Linked DNA regions of Mus musculus: regions 1, 3, 4, 5, 6 and 7 are each linked to region 2. The links are chromatin contacts, called in public HiChIP or PLAC-seq, Micro-C and promoter capture Hi-C maps. All regions are on one chromosome and are shown on one strand. The core of a region is the stretch at or near the end of the contact, and the rest is flanking DNA. Distances in the headings are between cores, read along the strand shown.

Region 1 (3,481 bases), core at 528-3,027, 410 kb before region 2:
GATTAAGTGGATAGGATTTTTATGCATAATAGATACTCAAAATGTATCACTTCCCAGTTATCTGACTATATCGCATTCATTTCCTATGTTCTTGAAGCCATTTCTCTTTTTGTATGGTCGAATTAATACATAATGATGTCCTGCTGCACCTGTGTTTAGACTACACATGGGTGACTTAAAATCTGACCAGATGATAGATAATATGTAAACCATGGAAACTAACAAATGCTACAAACAGGCCCAATCCCCTACCCTGCCAGAAGCCAGTTAACCATTTACCAGCGCATTGCTGAGAGCACTAGAATAGTGCCTAATACACAGTAAATACTTTCAATTATTGTGTTTCATGCACTAGGTCATGACATGAGCACACACACAAGAACACATACATAGGGGCTGGAGAGATGGCTCAGTGGTTGTTGGGATTTGAATTCAGCACTTCAGAAAATGAATTTTTAAAGAACATATACATATTCATACATGCATATATGCTTTAAACTTTTATTCGCCGGGCAGTGGTGGTGCACGCCTTTAATCCCAGCACTTGGGAGGCAAAGACAGGCAGATCTCTGAGTTCGAAGCCAGCCTGATCTACAGAGTGAGTTCCAGGACAGCCAGGGCTATACAGAGAAACCCTGTCTCGAAAAAACAAAAAACAAAAAACAAAAAGAAAGAAAGAAAGGAAGGAAGGAAGGAAGGAAGGAAGGAAGGAAGGAAGGAAGAAAGGAAGAAAGGAAGAAAGGAAGAAAGGAAGAAAGGAAGAAAGAAAGAAAGAAAGAAAGAAAGAAAGAAAGAAAGAAAGAAAGAGAGAGAAGGAAGGAAAAAGGAAAAACAAAAAATACAAAACTTTTATTCATTCATACATGTATTTATTCATTCGTTCGTTCGTCCGTTTATTTATTTATTTATTTATTTATTTATTTATTTATTTGGGGGAGGGGGCGCGTGACAAGTGCGCATGTTGGGGATCAAAGGACAACTTGCAGGAATCAGTCTTCTTCCATCCATGACCTTGTGTATGGGGAATCGAACTTGGGTGGTCAGATTTGGCGGCAAGAGCCTCTACTCAGTGCGTCTCGCAAATCCGTAGACATGCTTTTCAGTGGTGCGGGTGGAGGCGGTGAGGGCAGTGGTGGTGGTTAAAATGTATTAAAAAGTATTTGGAAAATATACAATTAGAAAAGGATGTGCATCCGATTAACACCGTGAATTCTAGATAGGTGATTATCCCTTCTTTTCAGATGAGGAAACTAAAGTTCTAAGGTGGCAAAATTGAAAGCACTTCAGTCAACCGGTAGAAGTAGGATTCAAAATTGCAAATCGTATGCGGTAGCTTCCCGGTAGTAAAATTCAAAATTGCTCGCCGTAGCCTCCAGGTTAGCTTGCTTTCGCAACAGACTTTTCACTTCGCGTGGTCACGCTCCACCCCCTTTGCGTAATTTCCTTTCCCTCCAGACTTAAAGAAAAATGGGCGTGGTCGTGCCCGCTGAATTTTGGGAAATGTAGTACATAGGTTAAATAACCGTCCCGATGTAAAAGGGAAAAGGCGGCCAAGTAAGTTATCTTGTCTGAGTGAGCGGGCGATGGGGGAGGGGTGGAAGTTTCCCACGTCAAGGTCTCTCCGTGTAGCCAGACTAGCCGAGAACTCAGGATCTTGCTCCGGATCGCAGCTATAGGACCCTGGCCTTGAAACAAAGAACAAAGAGCCGGTTCACAAGCCTTGCAAAACTATTGGCCAGACGATGTCAGTTGCATTCTGGGAACTGAAGTTCCTGTGACCGGGATATGTCGACACAAGATGACGAGACTAACGTCATACGTTGTGCTCCGGTCTGGATCTCCGTGGAACTGAACTGTTTTACAAAGCAAACTTTACCGCGTGGCGACAACCTCTAGGCGTGTACGACAGGCCTTCGGGTCCACTCCGAACACCAACTGGAGTCTGTAATTTTCAGTTTGCAAACTGTTCTCGAGGCTGGTGAACAGCCACGCTCTGTATCCAAGAGCTGAGGTAGGTCCTAGGGCACTGATGACTTGAAAGGGACCGAGACTGGAGGCATGCCTGCCCTGTCTCCAACTCGGGATGAGGGGATTCACTCTCGGTACTGCAGCTGCATAGTTCAGTCAAGCCCCGAGAAGCTTGCCTAGAGCAGGGAACTAGATTGTTAGGTGAACTCGAACGGGGTGCAGCATAGAGCTACACAACTGATCTGCTATCTGCTGGGCCGACTTGAAGGGTATTTGGCGGTTCTGATGGGCTGATGGTCTTTGAGGCTCTGCAGATGGTCTTAGGGATGTTACTAAAAGATGGGTCTTGAAGGTATTACACTCGTGGTGCTGTGTCTGCTGGAAAATTAATGAAGGCTAATAATAAAAGTGGTGGCTATTTGGCAGTTTACATAGTAATCGTATTGGTGAGGTTCTGGAGAGAATAACAGGTGCGTAGGCAGAGTGCTAAACTAATGGGGTCAGTGACGAAAGACAAAATAGAAGCTATATGAGTGACAGAGGTAATCTTTGTATTGATGCAAAGGATCCCAAAGGCCACTCGTGTGATCTTTGAGAGGTTGGTTGGAGGGCTGAGTTAATGGAGCTGGTAAATTGGTGTAATGGAGCCCTAACAGGTCATGGTCCTCCAGGCATTAGTGGGGATTAAGGTGGTAGTAACTAATGACTGGAAGCTTAATCTATGATGGAATTGGTGGACTGCAGAGTGGAGAGAGAGAGAGAGAGATTAGGCTATGGGAGATGGAATGAGGTTGTGTCGGGTAATAGGTGTGAAAAGCAAGGACTTAATGGAGGGAGTAGTAGGGTTCTGTGACTCTAAAGATAATGGAAATAACTAGAGACGGTCAGGTGTTGATAGAGATGAAATGGGCAGAGAAAATGGTTGCGAGAGAGATTACTTGTGTAGTGTGTCCGTGACAGTAGTTGGAAGAGAGCAGAGTCAGTAGTGGGTCCTCTGTCAGTTAACTGTGGAGTCTGTGATGTCCCTCAGAGATGGGGACCTAAATGTGATCAGAAAAAGGGCCTGAGAGTTCATGATAAGGTCCTGGGCTTCGGGTTCCATGTGTTGAATGAGCTGACTGTCGTGTGGGACCCATGAACTCAGTTAGCTGTACTTTGTTTTCTTTGACCTGCGCAGGACAGCATCAGCACACACTGTCTGCCAGCAGACTGAGATGGGACGGACATCTAAGGATAAACGGGATGTCTACTACCGCCTGGCCAAGGAGAATGGCTGGCGGGCCCGAAGCGCTTTCAAGCTCCTGCAACTGGATGAGGAATTCCAACTCTTCAAAGGTGCCTAATCTGGGGGCTAAGTGACCTGGGAGTGGAAGAGCAGGCTGCTTCTGAAGAACTCACTGTAGTAGCTGGGCTGACTTGGAGCACGGAGACGGGGAAGGAGATAGACCACAAAAGAGGAGGAGGAGGAGGGCACAGGGGCAGTGGGTAGACATAGGTTCTCCACAGGACAGAG
Region 2 (3,147 bases), core at 43-2,542:
GGGTATGCTTAGACTATTTCTCTGAGGACACCACCTTAATTCGAGTTCTTTGCGGGAGGGAATCTCACACTTGTCCTAAAGGAAAAAGTTACTGAACCAAAGTCCCTTAGAGAGGCCTGAGAGCTTCCTCTAAGGAAGGGCTCCATCGTATCTGCGACTCCTGGGGAATTCCCAATGCCAGTCACTTAGAGAAGATCTCAGGACTGCAAAAGAGTACTTTAACTTACTTAACTTAGAGCCCCTATCAAGTCCTCGGGGGAAGCCATGCCTCCACCACCAGGAAAGAATGTCAAGCCCAGCATCAAGACCTGGGTTTCTTGGACCAATCTCAAACATTTTCTTGCGCTCCTTCTCAGCCTGGTAGACTCACTCGCTGTTTCTGCCCAACAGCCCCTCACCTTCCAGCCCTTACCTGTTCTACAGTGGCGGGATCCATGGCCTCGATTCGCGCTGCGGCAGCTTCATACTCGTCTTCACTGTTGTAGCCCGCTCCGACCTCTTCACGTTCCGGACTGGCCCCGCCAACTGCGCCAACGCCGGGAGCTTGACGCCGCCGCTTGCTGTGCCCGGGCCCCGAGCAGCAGCCGCCCACGCCCACGGTACCACCCACGCCCACCACCACCCCTGCCGCGCCCACCCCCGCAGTTGTCGCACCAAGAGCGTCACCAGGACCGCCGCCGGGGCCACCGGGGCCCCCACAAGGAGGTGGAGAAGCCTGCTGTGGCCGAGGGCCCGCGACTGCGCCAGGCGGCACGGCCAGTGCCCAACGATGAAGAGCACCAGGCGGCCCCGGGAGCGGGCCCTGAGGTGGCGGCGAAGCCCGGGGACGGGCCCCCACGACGCCGGAGTCACGGTCGCGCTCTCCTCCGCCCACACCCGTGCCGCCGCCACCCACGCCTACACCCGCACCGCGCCGAGGCGCCGGGGGCAGCGGCCCGGGCGGCGGCGGTTCGTTGGCCGGGTCGGCGTCGGGAGGTGGCGGCTTCTTTTTGGGGAGAATAGTCATGGCGGCACCGCCAAGTACCCCACAGCAAAGCAAACGCGGAGAACGCCGGGAGAGAACCCGGATGAGGGGGCTACGGTCGTGCGCGAGGCACGACGGGAACAGCAAGGCCTGGATAAAGAGATCAGGACACCGGTTCGAGGACCGCAGACGGGACGCGGGTCACGCCCAGGAGGAGATCCCGGATGTGAAGTCCAGTGGGACGGTACGGAGACGGATTGGTCGCAGCCTTGTCTCCCTCCAAGGCCGGCCGAGCTCTCTGCTACCTGGTTCCGGGATTCGGCTTCAGAGGAAACACAACCAAAACAAGCACCGCTTCGCCCCGCCCCTCCGCAGGTTCCTCAACTACCGGGTGGGGCTTCCTGGTTGTGCGCATGCACAACAGGACGCAGCCCCGCCCCCTGCACGGAAGTACGTGGGCAAAAGGCTCGCCCGCCGGGACGACTGCAGACACCAGCCAATTGAAGAGGCGCGTAAAGCCTTGACGACACCCACTGGCCAATCCGGGTTGAGCGCTCGTTCTCAAGTCCTCCGCCTCGAATTTCAAAGTCGGCAGCCTTCTTCCCAGCTTCTCCTTTCGGCTCCCAGTCTATGCTTTACTTTCCCCGAGGTTTGAGCTCAGAGGCGTCGGCACTGTGCATAAACAGAGCGGTCTGTCTTACTATATACAGTAAGACTCGGCTCTCCAAGGATTCCATCTGGAACTCAGTTACACTCACTGGAAAACATCAACATTCCCAGAGCACAGCGTCCCCTCTGGCGTCACTTCCTGTTCCTCCCATCCGCCAACCCAAGAGGGTGGGTCCTACTTCACCCTGGCAACAGTCGTAATCTTGCGGTGATTAGTTCCACGAAGCTGTCCATCACTTCAGATGGGCCAACCGATAGACAGACGTGCACCGTACTGATAGTGTTTGGCGGAAAAACACGCCTTCTCTGTCACCTCCGCCCTCTTACCCTCACGTTCACCTCTAGCGTCTGTCTATTGCGCAGGCTCGGTACAGGCTTTTCACCCCCCCTACCACCAAAACAAAACAAAACAAAAGTTTACTCAGGAAAAGAGAATATTTACGAAACAAGACTGTCAGCAGCTAGTGTCACCCAGTGGTGTTGGCAAACTCCTTGATATTGAGCAGCTAAAACGCTAATACTATCTTGGCCCTTAATGTCTGAGTGTTTGGAACAAGTCAGTTCACACCCAATCTAGTCTCTATTTCTACTTCTCTATAGATTAGCGATAACTTTTCTTTCTTTCTTTTTTTTTTTTATTTAGTTTTTTCGAGAAAAGGTTTCTCTGTGTAGCCCTGGCTGTCCTGGAACTCACTCTGTAGACCAGGCTGGCTTCAACTCAGAGAGATCCTCTTGCCTCTGTCTCCTGAGTGCTGGGATTAAACCACCACCCAGCAGCAATAATTTCTATGTGGTAGAAATGAAAGCCAATAAATGGCCGGGTTCTGTGCATTGTACACAGTAAGTGCTATATAAGTTAGAACCTGTGGTAGTGCAGAAAAATCCTGGACGTTGATTCCTTATAAGGAAAACATCAGTTCTAGGCACACGTGGATCATTATGAACTATTGACTTTGTACAAATCATTGTCTCTTTTGAGATTACATAACAAAAGTGCAATATCAAAACTAGTATTATCATGGCTCTGGAGGCTCAGGCAGTAGGAGCAAGAGCTTAAAGCCAGGGGCTTGAGAAACGGCTCAGTAGTTAAGAGTATAGTTAAGAGTAAGATGGCTCAGTAGTTAATCACTTTCCGAGGACTCATGTTCAATTTCCAGCACCCACATGTGGGCTCACAACCATGTGTAACTCCAGTCCCAGGGAACTGACACCCTCAACTAGGAATGTATGATGAAAAATGCATACATGCAAACAAAATATCCATACACATAAAATAATTTTAAGTGATTGTGTGTGAGGGAGAGGGAGGGAGAGAGGGGGGGAGAGGGAGAAGGAGAAGAGGGAAAAGGAGGAGAGAGAGAAGGAGAGGGTGTTAGTTCAAGGGTAGCCAGGACTACATGTTGGGACTGTCTCCAACAAAAGATATTCTGGGGAAGACAGAAAGACCACCTAACCTCCTCCCTTCAGATGACGCTTTTTTCTCTGAAAGGCATCAGTAGTACATGGGTAAATAT
Region 3 (3,200 bases), core at 527-3,026, 260 kb before region 2:
AACAGTGCCTTACTGCCTTGACCAGGCTGGTTTCAAGCTTCTCTGTTCATGTTATCCTATAGCCTGCTCCCAATTATCTGGAATTATAGCCATGTTCTGCAATGCTCAGCTCCCAAGTGCTCTGTTTCCTGGCTAATTTTATATACCTTTCCAGAAGCATGTAGCAGTACTGTTGCTTCTCGTAATGTCTGTATCAGAAAAATATAGGTCCTGCCTCTCTGGGTCCCTTGTACCTTTTAGATACCGAGAGTCACATCATTCCAAGGATGCATTGTCCGCAGGGCTGCCTGTAGATAATGACCACCAATGACTCAGAATATGTCCCTTTGTAGATAAAGACCACAAAAGCCTGACTCAGAGTACACAGGAAAATATGCTCAGTGCCCCGTTTTCTGGCTCAGTTAAATTATCTGTGTGAAATTTTATCAAAGCAATGCACAAGAGCACGGTGCCCTTTCATGAACTCTTTTAAGAGTATCTCTGCACTCCTAGCTTTGTGACATGCCAAGGCTGATGGGCGTTTCTGCAGCCAGATGCAAGCAGATGTTCTGAATATTTCCCACAGATTCTTTAATCTTCAAGAGCACCCAGAAAGTGACCTCGTGTTATCTCTACTTTCACAGATGGAGAACCCTCATATACAGAGAGCTTGAAGAATTCGCCTGAGGCCACACAGTGAATAAATGACATAATTGTAACTGGAACCTACTTGAGTCCATACCAGTCAAATTGTACCTGTTTGTTTTTCTTGGTTTTGGTTTGTTTGTTTGTTTGTTGTTTGTTTTAGTTTTGGGGTTTTTTTGGAGGGGGGCGTTGTTTTGTTTTGTTTTGTTTTGTTTTGTTTTGTTTTGTTTTTAAGACCAGTTCTTACCTTGTAACCCAGGTTGCCTTCAAACCCAATCCTCCTTCATCAACTTCGTGGGTGCTGGAATTACAGGCATGAAGCACACACAAGGCTCTACCCTACATTTAAATATTTGTGTGCGTGTGTGTATGTATATATACATATATACTCTGTGTGTATGTGTGTGTGTGTGTGTGTGTGTGTGTGTGTGTGTGTGTGTATGCATGCATGCCACAGCACACACGTGGAGGTCAAACAACAACTTGCAAGCATCTATTCTTTCTTTCCACCGAGTTCTGGGGCTTGAACTCAAGCAAGATGGCAAGTGTTGAACCATTCGGCTGGTCCTCTGTCCCATCTTTAATCTTCAAATTGACTTCTGAGCCTACCTTCTTTCCTTCCCCCTTCTTTTCTTCCTTCCCCCTTCCTTCCTTTTCTTCTTTTCATCACCCCCCTCCCTTTTTAAAGAAAAGATCACACCATGTGTTGCTTCTCACCCCTGGACACAAGCAATCCTCCTGTATCAGTTTCTTGAGTGGCTGAGATTACAGGCACCAGCCACACACACACACACACACACACACACACACACACACACACACACCTGTGGCTTCTGCATCTCTTTTCATTGTTTCTGACTCCTTTTCACGGCTCTGGAAATGGCTTGGCAACATTTCACAGCCCAGTCTTGCAGCTCCTTCTTGTTTGACTTCACCGCCTGAGATGTCTCGCAGCTTACTCTTGGTGGCAGTGTTGCCCTAGAAACCAGAAAAGCTTTGTAATCCTTCACCCACTCCCCAAATTGACTTTCTCTCTTCCCACCCTTCGGGTCTGAAAAAAATGCTAGGGAAAGCAAGCAGGCTGGGGGTTGGGAGACAGGCTGCCTGCCAGTAGGAGGGCAGCCCCTGTGGGTGGCAGCTTTGTTCCTTTAAATTGGAAATCATTACAGATCCAAGCTGCAGATCCTCAGAGGAGGATGTCTTTTGTAGAATTGCACTGCCCTTTGTGAAAGCTCCCACCATCTCCATGATCAGGTGATCAGGCTACAGAGGCTGTTCTCAGTGCAGAAGCCCAAAAATACTGAAACCTTAATGCCTGCAAGAAGCTATCACTGACCATCGAGCCACACGGTCCAGGGCCCACATGCCTTCTAACTTTCAAGTACCCTCTGCTATTTGATGACGCCTGGCAATAAGCCAGGGTCCTCAAAATTGGGTCTTCAAAGGCTGCATCTGTATTATTGGGGAAGATTTTACTGACAGTTTCCCAGACTCTAGCTCCCACCTTCTAAACAGACAATATGTAGATGGATACACCCTCCTCCTCAGCAAGGGACTGTGATGGCTGCTAAAGTTTGAAGATCCCTATGCTGGCACAGGTACACTCAAATAAGCCCAAACCCTCATGGGGCCCATCGGTGAGACAAGGTCTCACTATGTAGCCAAGGCTGTCCAGGAACTCACAGAGATCTGCCTGCATCTCCCTCCTGAGTGCTTGGTTTAATGGCATGTGTCACCATATCCAGCGTACCTTCAAGTTTTTAGAAAAGAAAATGTACCCTGGAAATATAATGCTCTCTCTCTCTCTCTCTCTCTCTCTCTCTCTCTCTCGTATTTCTAGGGCCTTACATATGCAAGGCAAGCGACAAGCTCCTTAGAGTTGCTACAACTGTTTTCCTTATGCCCTGCCACGAAATTGCCCACCTCTTATTTGTCTTGTCACCCAGTGTAACGAGGACATGATGTCCTCACGATGGTGTTAAACACCTGAAAGCCGGCTATATAGTTCTATGGAATGGGCCCGAATTGACACTGAAAGTTTCAAAGTGTGGATTGGCCTATCTAAGGCCTGGGAAATAGATGGCTGATGGATGGTACTTTGGTCAGTTCAATTATCAGCTCCTGCCTCCACTACCAGGTCCAAGTTATATTAAGAGGACAGATGCTAAAAATCCAATCAGACCAAAGCAGGGAAATGCTCACCTAAAACCAACTCAAGCTGTTAATGCTGAGAACCTCAAAGACAACGCTGTTATCTAGCGCGCTGTTAAAACAGTTACTAGGATATATGGGGGGTTGGGGACAAAGTCCAGAACTGTGGCATTTTCTGTGTCTATGTCTCTGTGAGAGTAAGCTGTATTCCTCACTCCTTCAACATCAACAAAACTTGGGCTGCCAGGGTCAGGGGGTAAAATTTGCCTGCTGCCAAGCCTGAACATTGCTGTTCAATCTCACAAACCGACAAAAACAGAACAAAACAAAACAAAACAAAAGTAAGCTTTCTAAAAGGAGAGCTGCCCTGGCTACTGAGTACCAACAAGGTGCTGAGGCATGAGCATGCCTGCGTGGGTGAGTGG
Region 4 (3,287 bases), core at 766-3,265, 420 kb after region 2:
CACCTTCTTTCTCCCCTTTTGTCTCCTTTCTAGTTTCATATCACACAACACACACACACACACACACACACACACACACACACACACACACACATCTGTACATGAGAGAGAACATCCAGTATTTCACTGCCCGCCTGCCTGCCTGCCTGTCTTCTTTTCTTTCTCTTCTTTTTTCTCCCCGAGACAGGGTTTCTCTGCTTGGCTGACTTCCTGGAACTTGCTCTGTAGACCAAGCTGGCTTTGAACTCAGAAATCCGCCTGCCTCTTCCTTTCTGAATCTGGATCACCTCACTTAACAAAACAATGTCCAGGTCCATCCTTTTCCCTTTCAATTTCTTTTTTAAAGTACATGAGTTATTTAACTTTTCTGAGTAGTAATCATAGAGTCAGACAATTACATTCACTGCTAACCATTTGTTGCTAATTAAAACAAACAAACAAACAAACAAACAAACAAAAAACAGTTTTCTAGGATTGGTTTTTAAAAAATTACTTGATATTTAGGCACCAAGAAGTAAAATCTGTATCTTTGATTTTCTTAGGTTAATTTTATGTGGGTGTTTTTAATGTTTTTTATAAATTAAGTTTGTTCTGTAATAATGTCATATATGTTTATATATATGGATTCTGACTGCTCTAATCCTTACTTTCTTGTCTCTCTCTCACCCCTGTCCTCCCTTTCCTACACTCATGGCTTCTTGTTTTGTGACATACTCAGTTTAAAAAGGGTTGCTTATGTGACTGTAACTGTGGAGTTATGCACTGGACCTGGCTGGCTTCCCTAGTGGGTACATATCTGAAGATAATGATATCCGGTCTTCCAGAGTCTACCAATAGCCAATAGTTCCCCAGGGTCCTGTAAGTACTGACAAGGTAGGTAAGGGGAGGTGCTGCTTCAAGTAGGGTAGCCTTGGGAGCCTTGTCCTCTTTGAGTCTCAATTTTGTCACCTTTAAAATGCTACCAATTACTACCCCACAGGGTTTCCACACGTTGGCACTGTGCGGTGGTGTAAAGAGGTGCCCTGTCCCCAAAGGCACTGTGAACATTGCCTGTATCCAAATCTGAACTTTCTCAAAACTATAGCTTAAGGACCTGAATATACCAGAGATGGGGACCAGTCCCACTTGCTGCCCATTAACAGGCTTGCCTTACACCTCACCACGCTTTCTTGCTGCTGCAGAGAGTCCGCTCTCTTCTTCCACATTTCATTGTCACCTCAGGCTGCAATATATCAGGTGACACACTTGCTGTTCTCAGGTGAGGACAGTCACGTCCTACTCCAGATCTGTAAATGAGGTCCACAGGCCAGTGTGGCCTCAGCTCACATCTGCTATCAAGATACTGTCCTAATTAGAAAAAGCAAGCTGTAGAACAGTGTGTACAATATATTTGTGTGCATTGTAAGATAAACATATGAAGTATGCTTATGTATTTGTAAACAAATTATGAAGGAATATGTGAGGAGTTACGCTTTTGACTAGTTCTAATGGGAAGAAAGGAGACTTTTTACTCATTATTATAATTTGAAAGTTGTTACCAGGAATACAGTTTCTTTCATAATAAAAAACCTTTAAGTAAAAACATAGATAACATATAGAAACATATAGTCATGTGTTGTATGATGATGTTTGATCAACAGACCACATATATGATGGTGATCCTGTAAGACTGTGATGAGGATGAAATAAATTCTTATTGCCAAAAGATGGCAGAGCAATTGCCAAATAAGTAACACTACAGTACTCATATGTGTGTGGTGACGCTGGTGTAAATGCAGATGCAGTACTAAAAATAGGTAACAGCCAAACTCCACAGGTATCTGCAGCTCTTGGTTTGCTCATCTGTGAAATCATAGCTAATCCATAGGGCCACAATCCATAGGACCACTGTGCTCATTGAATGACTCACGCTCAGGAAATGCTTCTGCTTAGCAAAATAATGGTATAGAAGAGGCAGAAGGCAGGCTGGTTTGATGTGATAATCTCTTTCGCCACCTTGTGGTTGGTGACGCACAAGTCAGCCGTGCCGCGACACGTGTTAATAAGCAGAGACTCGAGCTTCCTCCAAGTTTGGACCTTAGTGGGCCGGATGATTTGGAACTTGGAGAACTGAGAAATAAAAACGTAAGTAGGTAGCTTATGGCTCTTTCATTTTAGGTCCTTATTGTCTAGACGCTTTACTTACATTCCCTACGCGTGCGTGCGTGCGCGCGTGCACGAGCACACGGGGAAACTCCCCCCTCCCCCCTGCCCCCGGTACTTAAAGAAGGTAAAATGTGCGTGTGTGTGCGTGTGTGCGCGCGTGTGTGTGTGCGTGCGCGCGCGCGCGTGTAAGGTGTTCGTGCTGGTGACTACAGAGGTTACAAGAGGGGCATTGGATCGATCCCCCCCCCCCGAACGTGAGTTATGGACCACCACGTGGGTCTTAGGAATTGAACCCAGACCCTCTGTGAGAATTAAGTGCTCTCAACTATTTATGCATCTTCCCACCTCCAAGTGTTAGTTTCCACAAGTAGATGTTGTGGATGTTCTAGAGACATAGTTCGGAACTCAACCACAGCAGTGTCCATGCGGACAAGAAGAGGGAACATACATGTTTCTACTACTTAGTCTCTAAATCAGATTTCTAGCCAGCTACAAGTTTCTTTGAGCTCCCTAATAGGTCGAGGGGGAGGGGCGTGCACACACACATACCCATGCCATCTATCATCTATATCATCTGTCGTCTACCTTGTTACCTAAGGAAGGAAAACCAGTGTCCCTGCGCAGAAATGTATGTGAGCTAAACACTCAAACACATAAGATAAATAAATCTTAGTTGATTCTAATCCTTACTGTCCCTTGGTCATGGTCTATCACATCCATGGGGCATGGCTTCTGCCAGGCAGTTCTTGTTTTCCTCATGAGCCAAAGTTGTATGGAAGAGCATCCAATCAGTAGAACCTACTAGGGCATAGTCCTTCCCCTAGGCTAAGCTTGGGTTTCCATCCGAGGGAGGCAGGACTCTGAATGGAAGGATTTCTGAAAAAATTACAAGGACTGTTGAGAAATGCTTGGGTAAGGCAGGGAACCATGAGTACTTCAGATCTTGTCTTCCTTTCCCAGATCCAGCTCTCCCAACAACAGTAGGCTTGAGAGATGTATGGCCCAGGCACACCTGGGAATCTAGAGCTGCCTAATTTTTGGTTAGGTTACATTTAAGCTATTTTCTGGGTAGGTAATGTGTTAACAAATGGGAGGGTTGTTTTTGGACTAGGGTCTCCACTGGAGTATGGATCATGCTGTCT
Region 5 (3,634 bases), core at 671-3,170, 350 kb before region 2:
ACAGATGAAGTTACTGGACAGCCAAGGCCACACCGAGAAACGCTGTCTTGAGAAAAAGAAAGATTACGAGAGTCAGCCGTCAAGCCCACTTTGGTTTCTTTTTAGAGAAAACGTTGCTCTTTGTTTCAGCCTCCCAAATCGACATTATAGGCGCACACCACCATGTCAGGCTTTACCACTTCTTAAAACATTTTAGTTCTGGCTGTGGTAGTACATGATTTTACTCCCAGCACTCAGGAGGCAGAGGCAGGTGGATTTCTGTGAGTTTGAGGCCAGCCTGGTCTACATAGTAAGCTTCAGGCCAACCAGGGCTACACACACACACACACACACACACACACACACACACACACACACACAAACCCTGCCTTGAAAAAAAAGACTTTAAGGCTGGGAGTATAGCTCAGTGGTAGAGCCTTTGTCTGCCTGCCATGCTTGGAATGTGATCTTTAGCACCCCTAAAACAAACCAAAAAAGTAAGTATTGTAGAGACTCACTGCAAAATGTGCACACATTCAATTTTATTCTATTAACCCACTTCCTCAAAGCATATCAAAAACATACACTCTATATTTTAATTTCTTTCCCCTTGAGACAGGGTTTCTCTGTGTAGCCCTGGCTGTCCTAGAACTCACTCTGTAGACCAAGCTGGCCTCGAACTCAGAAATCGGCCTGCCTCCCAAGTGCTAAGTGCTGGGACTAAAGGTGTGCATCACCACGTCTGGCTTCCCCCAATTTTTTAAGTACACAGTCTTCCTTTTTTTTTTTTTTCATTGCAAGAATTTGTCAGGGTTTACTTTGTCCTGTATTGGTAGACACTCAGATTTCTAGTGGTCTCATATACAAACGACCTCAGGGATCAGCATGACCCACCACATCCAACATATTTTTAAAATAACTCTTTTTGGTGTGCTGGAAATCAAAACCTGGGGCCTCCCCATGTAGACCCTCCCATCAAGCTGTATACTCAGCCCCTTAAAATGATCTTTAAAGAAGAAGAAACCAAACTGTATCTGGTCACCCTTGATAAGCACCTAGACCCTTCTTTTACTCAGGAATATGAAATACCAAAGATCCCTGGGCAAGAGATGGGTTTTCCGGAGACTCACTGTCCTTGTTGAATTTCAAAATCATGACTTGTTTCTCTCCCACAGGGCTACGGCATGGCATACACTGTCCACAAGTGGTCAGAGCTCAGCTGGGCCAGTCACTGGGTCACTTTTGGATGCTGGATCTTCTACCGTCTCATAGGCTGAGGCATATGACCATCATAATCCCCTTCAATACCCCTCCTTAGGGTGCCAACTCTGATGGGGGATGAGAAAAGACCCTTTCTCTACTCCTTTTCCCTTATCCATTCTTGACCCCCAACACCCCTCCACACAACATAGGAACACACACAACTTTCTATGCCTGTCAATCCTCACCCCGCCACCAGGCAGGAAGGGGGTGGTCCTTATTGGGCCAAGGAACGATGGATACTTGGGAAAGCAGACAGGAGCAGATCCAGGGCCTCTGCGCCTGCCGTCTCCCTTTTTTATATGCAGTTTGTTATTGTCGAATAAAAGTAGAACTTACACAACAGGCTCGGTTTTTTGGTTTTTTGTTTTTTTTTTTTTTTTTCACTGATCAGAGGGGAAAAAGGGAAAGCAAAGAAATTCCACCACACATAAAGGTTTGGAAACTGAAAATCGTGGAGAGGGAAAATAAAATTGTGATCTATTCGCGATGAATTCAACATGGTCTGTGATTGGCTAATGAGTCTATGATGGCGGGGTCCTGGTCCTGCTTGCGTAGAGCAGGGACAGATTTTGTGGGGGAGGCTTAGTAATACTTCATGGAAAACTGGGGGATCCCTGTACTGATTGGTTCGTCAGATTCGAACGGGGCGGGGTAGGGCAAGACAGAAGAAGGGTTGATGCCTACTGGTCCGTAGGTAATAATTAAAATGACAGTTTGAGATGATCAATATTCTGACTAAATGCTGACGAGGTCTGTTTGCCAACTTGTTTACCGTCATGCCTTCTGTTTGGCTTTTAAGAACTGGCACTGTTGAGAGTCTACACCAACTGCTCAGCAGGAGTGAGGGTTTGAAGGTGACCGATGCTGTTAGGACTGGAGAGTTCTGAGCTCTGGTGGGCGCTAGGTTTGTTTGTACTGAATGTAATCCACCTGTCGTATTCTCTGCATTTGGGCTAAGAATGGGTCCGGGAACTGATTGGTTGCCTAGAAAACTTAGAAGACCACGCAACTCCGGTCACTAGCAAATGTTGAGGGTTTCAAATTTCAGCCTCATCTTGTGCGATTGATAAGAGGGCAGGGAAATTGAAGCTCAGAATAGCATAGATTTGCTATCGGGAGAAAGCGCCCACAGACCTTGGAGGTCTCCACCCTACTCCTGACTTGGTCTCAGCCAACAGGGAAGATGACACCATAGGCGAGGACAGGGCCTGCGACATTCGGAGGACTCCTATTGGCAGAAGCCACCTTCTCCACTTCACTATTGGTCCGCTCCATCGGGCGGGGAAGCGCTAGAGCTGAGCGGAACTGGGGCTATTAGGGAGCCTGCAGGTCTTCCTGGAAAGTCGCAAGCCTGTGTTAGGAAGTCGCCCTGCGATCGCGCCGCCTGGGGTGAGTGCCAGCCAGCTTGTCCGAGCCCCTCCACGTGCCCAGACCCTCCACGACAGCGGTTTGCCTGCGAGTCCTGCCCTACCCTGCGCTTGCGCGGGACCCGGGCCCTAAATCGGTTGTCCAGACGACGGAAGACTCGCCCTCTCGTTGGGCAGCTACAGTGGAGGGTTCTGGTTGTGATTGGTGGTCTCTGGGCTTTGTTTTCCTTTCTCTTGGTTAGCGCCGCCCGTGAGACCCCTGCTTTTGCTACTTCTAGCTTGTTGCAGGGTGGCACACTAATTGCCTGGACTCTTGCTTTTGAAACGTGGTGCTTGGGGCCGCAGCTCTGATTCCTCATCTCTGCAGCCCCCTGCGGGTGGGAGTAGCGTCCAGTTAAATCTCAGCCACTGGACCCTGCAGTGCACCCCGACTACATTCCTGTGTCTTTCCAACAAACTGAGCCCCAAAGTGCTAGGACCTGGCTTGTTGACAGTGACTCGCCCACCAGACTGTGATCATACTCTGTGACTAGCAACCAGAAGTACAACTCGATGATGCTGGCAGTACAATCTGATGATTCCTCTTTAGAGCCTCAGGAGCCTCTGCCTAGGTGTACCAGCGGCCTTGAAACCCGCTGTGTCAGAAAAAAACGATAGGGGGTATCACAATGAAGCAAAGTTAGAGAGTTTCTGCTGCACTTGACAAAGGAAAGGAATGCACCTAGGCACCCAGCAGAAGCTCTTTATCTGACTTGGAGGTCTTGGAAGCTACTTAATGTCTAAGTTTGTTTGAATGTAGTATCTTGCTATTTAGTTCTGGCTACCCTGAACTTTCTGCCTCCCAAGTGCTGGGATTAAAGACCTGCGCCACCATGCCCAGCTTCCCCGAACTTTCTAGGTAGACCAGGCTAGCTATGGCAATGCTTCAGCTTCGCCCCGCAGAATGTTGGGATTTCAGGTATGTGCTACCATGCAGTGTTATATAACTGAGTGGAAATATTAAGGAAAGTGTGAGCCGGGAGGTG
Region 6 (3,233 bases), core at 723-3,222, 470 kb after region 2:
CAGTGCCCAGGTTCCTCTGTGAGCTTCACAGGAAGCTGATGAGTAGTGGGGCAACTGGGTTACATAGCCATTATTCAGCAGCAGGACTCCTAAGCATGGCGATCTTTAGATTTCTTTGTTGGTTGGTAGCCTGTGAGGATAGGATGAACGTTCTCCTTCCTTGCCTTCTTCACTCGTGCTCCATGAGCTCAGTCATTCTTAGCAGCTGCATCATTCCTTTGGTAGCCATACTGGTTGGACTTCCTCTAGTTGCAGGTGACAAAGGGCAGGCATTTGTTGGAAGGACACTTCAAGGAATTGAAAACAGAGCTGACTTAGGGAAGGCAGGCACTAAGGTAGCCTTAGGCTAGCTAGGAACCACACAGCCTCCATAAGGGCTCCAGCTCCCTGACTAATCCCCAAGGAGTATGTCTTTGCTTCCTCTATGAAGCATGACTCAGGTGGAGGCTGATTTCCAATGCTGACCAGGGATGCTTTGTAGACAGCAGAGCCCCCTAGAGTAGGACCATCCATGTGCACCAGGTACAGCCGGCTGTCACACTGAGGCACTGGACTCTTCTTAGCTCACTCTCTCCCCACGTGCTGATCCCTGCCTTTGGCTGCACCCTCCAGAAGCAGCAGTTGCAGCTGCTTCTGACATCCCCACTCTGCCCAAGACCTGAGCTGTTTGTTCTGGACTCATTCTTCCTGGGCTCTATGATGCTGCTTTTCATACAGCAGGCCCCCAGACTCTCTCCTCACTGGCAGCTCCAAAGATACCCGCTTTATTCCTACGTGCTGCCCACCCAAGACTCTGCTAAATCTTATGGGTCTCAGACTTTGTAGTTTGGGTTCCTTGCAGCGTAAGGGAGGTGCAACCTGTAGGAACAGCCTTGCAGTGTCTGGTTTCCCCTGCTGGCCTTGGAGTGACTGTTTCTGCCCACAGGCTGCTCAGTATCTGGAGTGCTGTATCTGGAGGCCAGCTGTCAACCAGTCATCCCACCCAGGGCCTTTGGAGCCTGAGTGGGAGGCAAGGAGCCAGCACAGGATGGGCTGATAAGTTTCTCAAAGAGACATGTCCCTTCAGGTGGAGCGGCCTTGGGAGCACTGTTGTCCCTCTAGATCTGGGGTTCAGGCTGGTCCCCAGTAAAGTTTGAGCTTCATCGTTTCTGGGAGAGCAGGAGTTGGACCTAGAGGGGGAGACTGAGACATGTTGGGGGTACGTTCAGCTGCTGGAGGCAGGTTCAGCCGCTGGAATGATGGATGTCGGAGCTCCCGCCTTTATTCTCAAGTACCAGACTGTGAAGGGATATTTTATGGCCTCAGAAACGTTTCTAGACAAGACAACCCTTCGGGCCCCCCGCCCCACAGGCTAGGGGAAGCTGCACCCTTGAGGGCAGTACTAGAGGGGAGGAGACCGCCTAGGGGGTCAGAGCAGCGATTGGAGCGGAGAGCTGGAAGCGCCTTAAAGAGACTGCGCGGTCCCCGCCCCACTTCCCGCCAGCCTCAATGAATTAGAGCTGTGTTTCCCAAACTTGCCTGATCACTAGCAGTTTCTCCGGCCCTAGTTAGAGATCCAGGTTCCGGAGTACCTCCCTTCAAGAGTCTGATTCAGTAGGCCTGCGGGTGGAGCCGAGGAATCTGTAATTTTAACACGCTCCCCCACGTGATTGTCGTGAACCAGCAAGTTTGGGAAATATTGAATTAAAGGAAACGGGGCCTGGCTGCAGAAGCGGCCTCCGCTAGGGGGCTTCGGCGGGAGCATTCCCGGGGGCGTCGCCTGCTTCCGCTGCCGCCTCCTTCAGTGAAAGTCCCTTTTGGGTCCAGCTGCCACAACCACCGCGCTCCCTCAGTCCGGACGGGGACACCCCAGGTCTGCGTGGCCCCCGCGCCACCACGCCCAGTGGCCGCCCGAGCCCCACGAGCAGGGGGAGGAGTCGCAGCCAGTGGAGGCGGAGGAGGCTGGAGGAGGCGGAGACGGCGGAGACGGGAGAGAAGGCATAGAGGAAGGTGGAGGCGGAGAAGGTGGAGGGGAAGGTGGAGGCGGCCGGGAAGGTGGACGCCACCGGGAAGGTGGAGACAGCAGGGAAGGTGGACGCCACCGGGAAGGTGGAGATCGCGGAGGGTCCGGGCCGCGGGGCTGAGCTCAAGCTGGAGCTGGAGCAGGAGCCCGAGCCGGAGCCCGAGCCGGAGCCCGAGCGGGAGCCCGAGCGGGAGCCCGAGCCGGAGCCGGAGCGGGAGCCCGAGCCGGAGCCCCAGCCAGAGCCCGAGCCGGAGCCCGAGCCCGAGCCCCAGCCGGAGCCGGAACCCGAACAGAAGCCGGAGCCCGAGCCGGAGCCCGAACCCGAGCCCTTACAGGAGCCTGAGCCTGAGCCTGAGCCTGAGCCTGAGCCTGAGCCTGAGAGGCAGCCCGAGAAGGAGCCGAAGGATGAGAACCCAGCGCAGAGCGGTGTTGGCGGCAGCGGCGACGAGGTTCCTCCCCCCACCCTTCCCTCCGACCCTCCGCGGCCCCCTGATCCCTCTCCGCGTCGCAGTCGTGCCCCGCGCCGCCGACCCCGGCCCCGGCCCCAGACTAGGCTTCGTACCCCGCCGCAGCCTAGGCCACGGCCCCCACCCCGGCCCCGGCCCCGGCGTGGTCCTGGGGGCGGATGCCTGGATGTGGATTTTGCTGTGGGGCCACCAGGTTGTTCCCACGTGAACAGCTTTAAGGTGGGAGAGAACTGGAGGCAGGAATTGCGGGTTATCTACCAGTGCTTCGTGTGGTGTGGAACCCCAGAGACCAGGAAAAGCAAGGCAAAGTCGTGCGTCTGCCATGTGTGTGGCACCCATTTAAACAGACTCCACTCTTGCCTTTCCTGCGTCTTCTTTGGCTGCTTCACAGAGAAACACATCCACGAGCACGCTGAGACAAAACAGCACAACTTAGCGGTAGATCTTTATTATGGAGGCATATACTGCTTCATGTGTAAAGACTATGTGTATGACATAGACATTGAGCAAATTGCCAAAGAAGAGCAAGGAGAAGCCTTGAAATTACAAGCGTCCACCTCGACAGAGGTTTCTCAGCAACAGTGTTCAGTGCCGGGACTTGGGGAGAAATATCCCACCTGGGAAACGACCAAACCTGAACTAGAACTTCTGGGGCACAACCCACGGAGAAGAAGGATCGCCTCCAGCTTTACCATCGGCTTACGAGGACTAATTAATCTTGGCAACACGTGTTTTATGAACTGCATTGTCCAGGCCTTGACCCA
Region 7 (3,306 bases), core at 256-2,755, 330 kb before region 2:
AAATAAGTAAATAAATATAGAAAAAGATTTGAACTCCCCCGCTGGCTGTGGTAATGTCCATTTTTAATCTTAGCAGTCTGGAGGAAGAGAGTTCCAGGCCAGCTTAGTCTACATGGAGAGTCTCAGGTCAGCCAGAACTTCATAGTGAAAACCTATCTCATTTTTTTCTCAAAGAGCTTAAGACACTGGGCTGGGGTGGCCACACACCTTTAATCCCCACACTCAGGAGACAGAGACAGTAGGATATCTGTGAGTTTGAAGCCAACTTGGTCTTCAGAGTTCCAGGACAGCCAGTGCTACATAGAGAAACCCTGTCTTGAAAAAACAAACAAATAAGCAAATAAATAAACAAAAAGCATAAGATGTGTTCAACGATCTAACTCATATTTAACAAACACATATTTTTATTGTGACTGAAGTGCTGTGGACCTCCTGTATACTAGACATATGCTCTATCAATGAGATAAACCAGATAGAGCTTATAACAGGGCTGACCTCAACAAACTGTAATGATTAAGTAAAACAAAGACAATGTAGGGTCGGGCAGTGGTGGCACACGCCTTTAGTCCCAGCACTTGGGAGGCAGAGGCAGGTGGATTTCTGAGTTCGAGGCCAGCCTGGTCTACAGAGTGAGTTCCAGGACAGCCAGGGCTATACAGAGAAACCCTGTCTCGAAAAAACAAAACAAAACAAAACAAAACAAAGACAATGTAGGTCCAGCACTTTTGAGACAGAGTCTGAAGGTTAGCCTGAACTATATGAAAATGTCACAAAAAATAACAACAACAAAAAAACCTGGAAAAAAAGTTTAGGAAAGAAGTAGGACCTTCAGAAAGCATACAATGTTTGTTTTTTGGTAAATTACTTAAGGAAGTATAAACAAGGATTTAGACGTGTGTAAAACTTTATCCTTGAATATAAGTGTAAATTAAGAGATTGGGAGGTGGGCATGGAGAAGGTGGCACACACCTGGAAGTTCTTGGAAGTCTGAGGTTAAAAAAAAAACTGAAGTTCAAATTATCTCTGGGAAATTAGTGAGATTCTGTTTAGAAAGAAAGGAAGAAAGGAAGAAAGGAAAAAAACTAAACAAAAAAATCTTTAGAGTACTATTTTCCCCCTTCAGGATATTAATTCGAAGGGAAGTATTTGAAACCGATGACATCATCTGTCACCAAAGGCACGTGGCAATTCAAAGCCGGTTCTGGAACGTTTATGTCAGCACGCTGTGGCCTCCTTGCCTCCCTCTTGTCTCTCTCAAGCTCGTCCGTTTAACGCGGCGGTTCATGAATCCGGAAGTAAACTGCCAAAACAACGGCGCCACGGACCGGGCCAGGCAGGACCTGGACAGGCACTTACACACAGGCAGTAAAAAGTAAAATTCTCCACTCTGGGAGGCGGGGTTCCAGGCAAGAGCACTCTAGGCGCATGCTCAGATGCGACCTCCAGCCCAAGCCAGGTGGGAGGGGCAGGGTCCTACAGCACCTCTGCGCCTGCGCTCTGGTGCAAGGTGGGGCCGCGGGCGCCCGCACTGTTGGGTGTACGTTAGGGTACGGGTAACTATCGGTTATCACCTGGACAGAGACGACAGCGGCGGGATGGCAACCACCTCCGCGGCCTCGGACTCGGCGTGCTCGGCAGCGCCCCCGCCCGTCGGAGGTGCCCAGGCGGCCGCGGCGGTTGAGGAGGAGGAGCGTGAGGTGGTACGGGTCCGAGTCAAGGTGAGGCTAGCCTGCTTGGGCGCCCAGTGGACGAAAAGACCGTAACTGTCCTAGGATAGAGCATCAGACCTGAAATTTGGGGCGTGACTTGGAGACTGGGGGCGAGGCTGGAGAGCGGAATTGATAGAATGAAGGCGTGGGTTTTGGGGACTTGTCGTTGGGTGTGGAACTGTAGAGGAGACAGGGCCAATGGAGTGGATGGGTGGAGCCTACGGGTAGAGAGGTGGGTTGTAGGGTTACCGGAGGGGCCTCTGGAGTCCAGAGGAAGGAAGGAGGTGCTGTCGCTGTCAGAAGGGATAGTCCTAAAGTCAGTCAACAAATAGCTATTGAGAGTTCACTTTTGTCCATGTCCCACCCCTGAGCCCACGTGCTTGTGGGAGGGGGACAAAAACAATTAAATGAGATATTTTGAACATTGGTGAATATCAGGAGAAAGTGATAGGAAAGGTTAGGATCTCTAGGGAGTTACTTTACCCAAAGCTGTATAGGAAAATCCCCTAAAGAGGACTCAAGTCACAGAGACCTGGATAATAATAATAATAACAAAATGTTAGCATATGCATTTAGGATGGGAGAAGAGTTCTAGGTAGAGGGAACACCTAGATGAGTGTGGTATGTTCCTGTAGGTTCCCATATTGTTGGAGAAGGAAGCCTGGGGGCAAAAGTAATAGACAATCAGGAGGGAGAAGGGCACATAGGACAGCTTGTGACATATAACACACTCTGAGGAAGGAACCCGTTGTGATACCTGCAAGCAGTGACCGGTGGCTCAGACTGGAGTGCCAGAGATCACTTTTGGGGTGTTAGCGCTCTAAGGCAAAGGTTTTAGTAAGCCAGATGAAGTGGGAAGGATGTTCACTCTGAGAGAGGTCAGCACACAGAAGTCTGGAAAGCATGTACTCAAAGGAACTCTCAACAGTTTGATACCAGTAGAGCCATAAATACATCTCAGAGTGGAGGGAGGGCTAGCTCCAGCACCTAGGTTTGCTGTTGAAGAAGGATCTGAGCAACAAACAGTGTTACAGGGAGATTTGCACTATGGGGGGTGGGGGGGAGTCACTGATTTGATTGTGTCAAGCTGGACATGGTGATTCTGGCAACCATATTTAAGGGACTCTGGAAGGACTGGACACCTGGACTACTGCATTAGCCTTCGTTCCTGCCAGTCTGCTTTGGCAGAGCAAACATGGACCCTGTAAATTCAAAGGACATATCATCTTTTCTCTGCGCAGAGACTTCCTGTGACTTCCCCTCGCCCAGAACAAAAACCAAGAACATCTCACCTAAAACCTGGTCCCTCCCCTGTCTTCGACTCCTGCCTTCTGCCACTCTTTACCTTACCCACCCTTTCCACACGGTGATGTGCCCCCTCATGGCCTCCCCCTGTCCTCTTTCCACAGAAATGTGAGAGCTTCTTGTCCCCTGAGTTCCGCTCTTTTGCGGTGGATCCTCAGATCACCTCGCTGGACGTGTTGCAGCACATCCTCATCCGAGCCTTTGACTTAAATGGGTGAGTGGGAAGATGAAGCAGGGCGCTCATCTTAAAAGTCACTGCCAGGTTTCTGGGGTTTGGTTTTGTTGTTTGGCT

What was found. Promoter capture Hi-C pulls out the DNA fragments that hold promoters and counts their contacts. A called contact is a pair of places that touch in the nucleus more often than the background predicts. HiChIP or PLAC-seq counts read pairs in DNA pulled down with a chosen protein or histone mark. Capture Hi-C pulls out chosen DNA fragments and counts their contacts.
Region 1: an H3K27ac HiChIP or PLAC-seq map of microglia shows a contact between it and region 2, with 8 times the contacts expected there. The contact joins the promoter of Ftsj1 here to the promoter of Otud5 in region 2. A contact is called at or near these places in 2 of 39 promoter capture datasets (liver and pre-B cells), 1 of 484 Hi-C or Micro-C datasets (liver) and 1 of 115 datasets of contacts at active chromatin or transcription factors (microglia).
Region 3: a promoter capture Hi-C map of hippocampal neurons shows a contact between it and region 2, with 3 times the contacts expected there. The contact joins the enhancer-like site here to the promoter of Otud5 in region 2. A contact is called at or near these places in 5 of 39 promoter capture datasets (the C10 cell line, the SN4741 cell line, embryonic stem cells and 2 more), 3 of 484 Hi-C or Micro-C datasets (B cells, embryonic fibroblasts and regulatory T cells), 8 of 115 datasets of contacts at active chromatin or transcription factors (the 230-238 cell line, embryonic stem cells, extraembryonic endoderm stem cells and 3 more) and 3 of 9 other capture datasets (adipose tissue, liver and pancreatic islet).
Region 4: a promoter capture Hi-C map of the SN4741 cell line shows a contact between it and region 2, with 3 times the contacts expected there. The contact joins the promoter of 2010204K13Rik here to the promoter of Otud5 in region 2. A contact is called at or near these places in 2 of 39 promoter capture datasets (the SN4741 cell line and pre-B cells), 2 of 115 datasets of contacts at active chromatin or transcription factors (memory CD8 T cells and pancreatic cancer cells) and 1 of 9 other capture datasets (macrophages).
Region 5: a promoter capture Hi-C map of adipose tissue shows a contact between it and region 2. The contact joins the promoter of Ebp here to the promoter of Otud5 in region 2. A contact is called at or near these places in 3 of 39 promoter capture datasets (hippocampal neurons, liver and pre-B cells), 1 of 115 datasets of contacts at active chromatin or transcription factors (memory CD8 T cells) and 3 of 9 other capture datasets (adipose tissue, liver and pancreatic islet).
Region 6: a Micro-C map of embryonic stem cells shows a contact between it and region 2, with 11 times the contacts expected there. The contact joins the promoter of Usp27x here to the promoter of Otud5 in region 2. A contact is called at or near these places in 1 of 39 promoter capture datasets (the SN4741 cell line) and 2 of 484 Hi-C or Micro-C datasets (both in embryonic stem cells).
Region 7: a promoter capture Hi-C map of adipose tissue shows a contact between it and region 2. The contact joins the promoter of Tbc1d25 here to the promoter of Otud5 in region 2. A contact is called at or near these places in 3 of 39 promoter capture datasets (hippocampal neurons, liver and pre-B cells), 1 of 115 datasets of contacts at active chromatin or transcription factors (memory CD8 T cells) and 3 of 9 other capture datasets (adipose tissue, liver and pancreatic islet).

Annotation. Positions count from the first base shown.
Region 1 is chrX:8,250,702-8,254,182 of GRCm38.p6, reverse strand. It overlaps Ftsj1 (FtsJ RNA methyltransferase homolog 1 (E. coli)), which reads left to right and starts at 1,777. Exons shown (of 13, transcript NM_001290430.1): 1 at 1,777-2,011; 2 at 3,146-3,303. The coding sequence starts at 3,183.
Region 2 is chrX:7,839,976-7,843,122 of GRCm38.p6, reverse strand. Otud5 (OTU domain containing 5) reads right to left here and starts at 1,292. Exons shown (of 9, transcript NM_138604.3): 1 at 413-1,292. The coding sequence starts at 1,006.
Region 3 is chrX:8,099,712-8,102,911 of GRCm38.p6, reverse strand. It overlaps the pseudogene Gm6787. Among named protein-coding and RNA genes, the nearest start is that of Was, 11 kb to the right of the region's middle. Within about 2 kb of position 1,776, at least 75 of the 459 cell types and tissues checked have an H3K27ac peak or open chromatin away from gene starts, as enhancers often do. A contact at or near this core is called in the SN4741 cell line, extraembryonic endoderm stem cells and hippocampal neurons, where this site is marked.
Region 4 is chrX:7,421,716-7,425,002 of GRCm38.p6, reverse strand. 2010204K13Rik (RIKEN cDNA 2010204K13 gene) reads left to right here and starts at 2,015. Exons shown (of 2, transcript NR_027924.1): 1 at 2,015-2,124.
Region 5 is chrX:8,191,798-8,195,431 of GRCm38.p6, reverse strand. Ebp (phenylalkylamine Ca2+ antagonist (emopamil) binding protein) reads left to right here and starts at 1,920. Exons shown (of 5, transcript NM_007898.3): 1 at 1,920-2,631. Porcn (porcupine O-acyltransferase) reads left to right here. Exons shown (of 15, transcript NM_023638.4): 15 at 1,155-1,586. The coding sequence ends at 1,256.
Region 6 is chrX:7,374,569-7,377,801 of GRCm38.p6, reverse strand. It overlaps Usp27x (ubiquitin specific peptidase 27, X chromosome), which reads left to right and starts at 1,972. Exons shown (of 1, transcript NM_019461.4): 1 at 1,972-3,233. The coding sequence starts at 2,941. It overlaps Gm14379 (predicted gene 14379), which reads right to left and starts at 1,877. Exons shown (of 2, transcript NR_026741.1): 1 at 1,519-1,877; 2 at 1-1,278.
Region 7 is chrX:8,174,123-8,177,428 of GRCm38.p6, reverse strand. It overlaps Tbc1d25 (TBC1 domain family, member 25), which reads left to right and starts at 1,505. Exons shown (of 6, transcript NM_172478.4): 1 at 1,505-1,718; 2 at 3,119-3,228. The coding sequence starts at 1,596.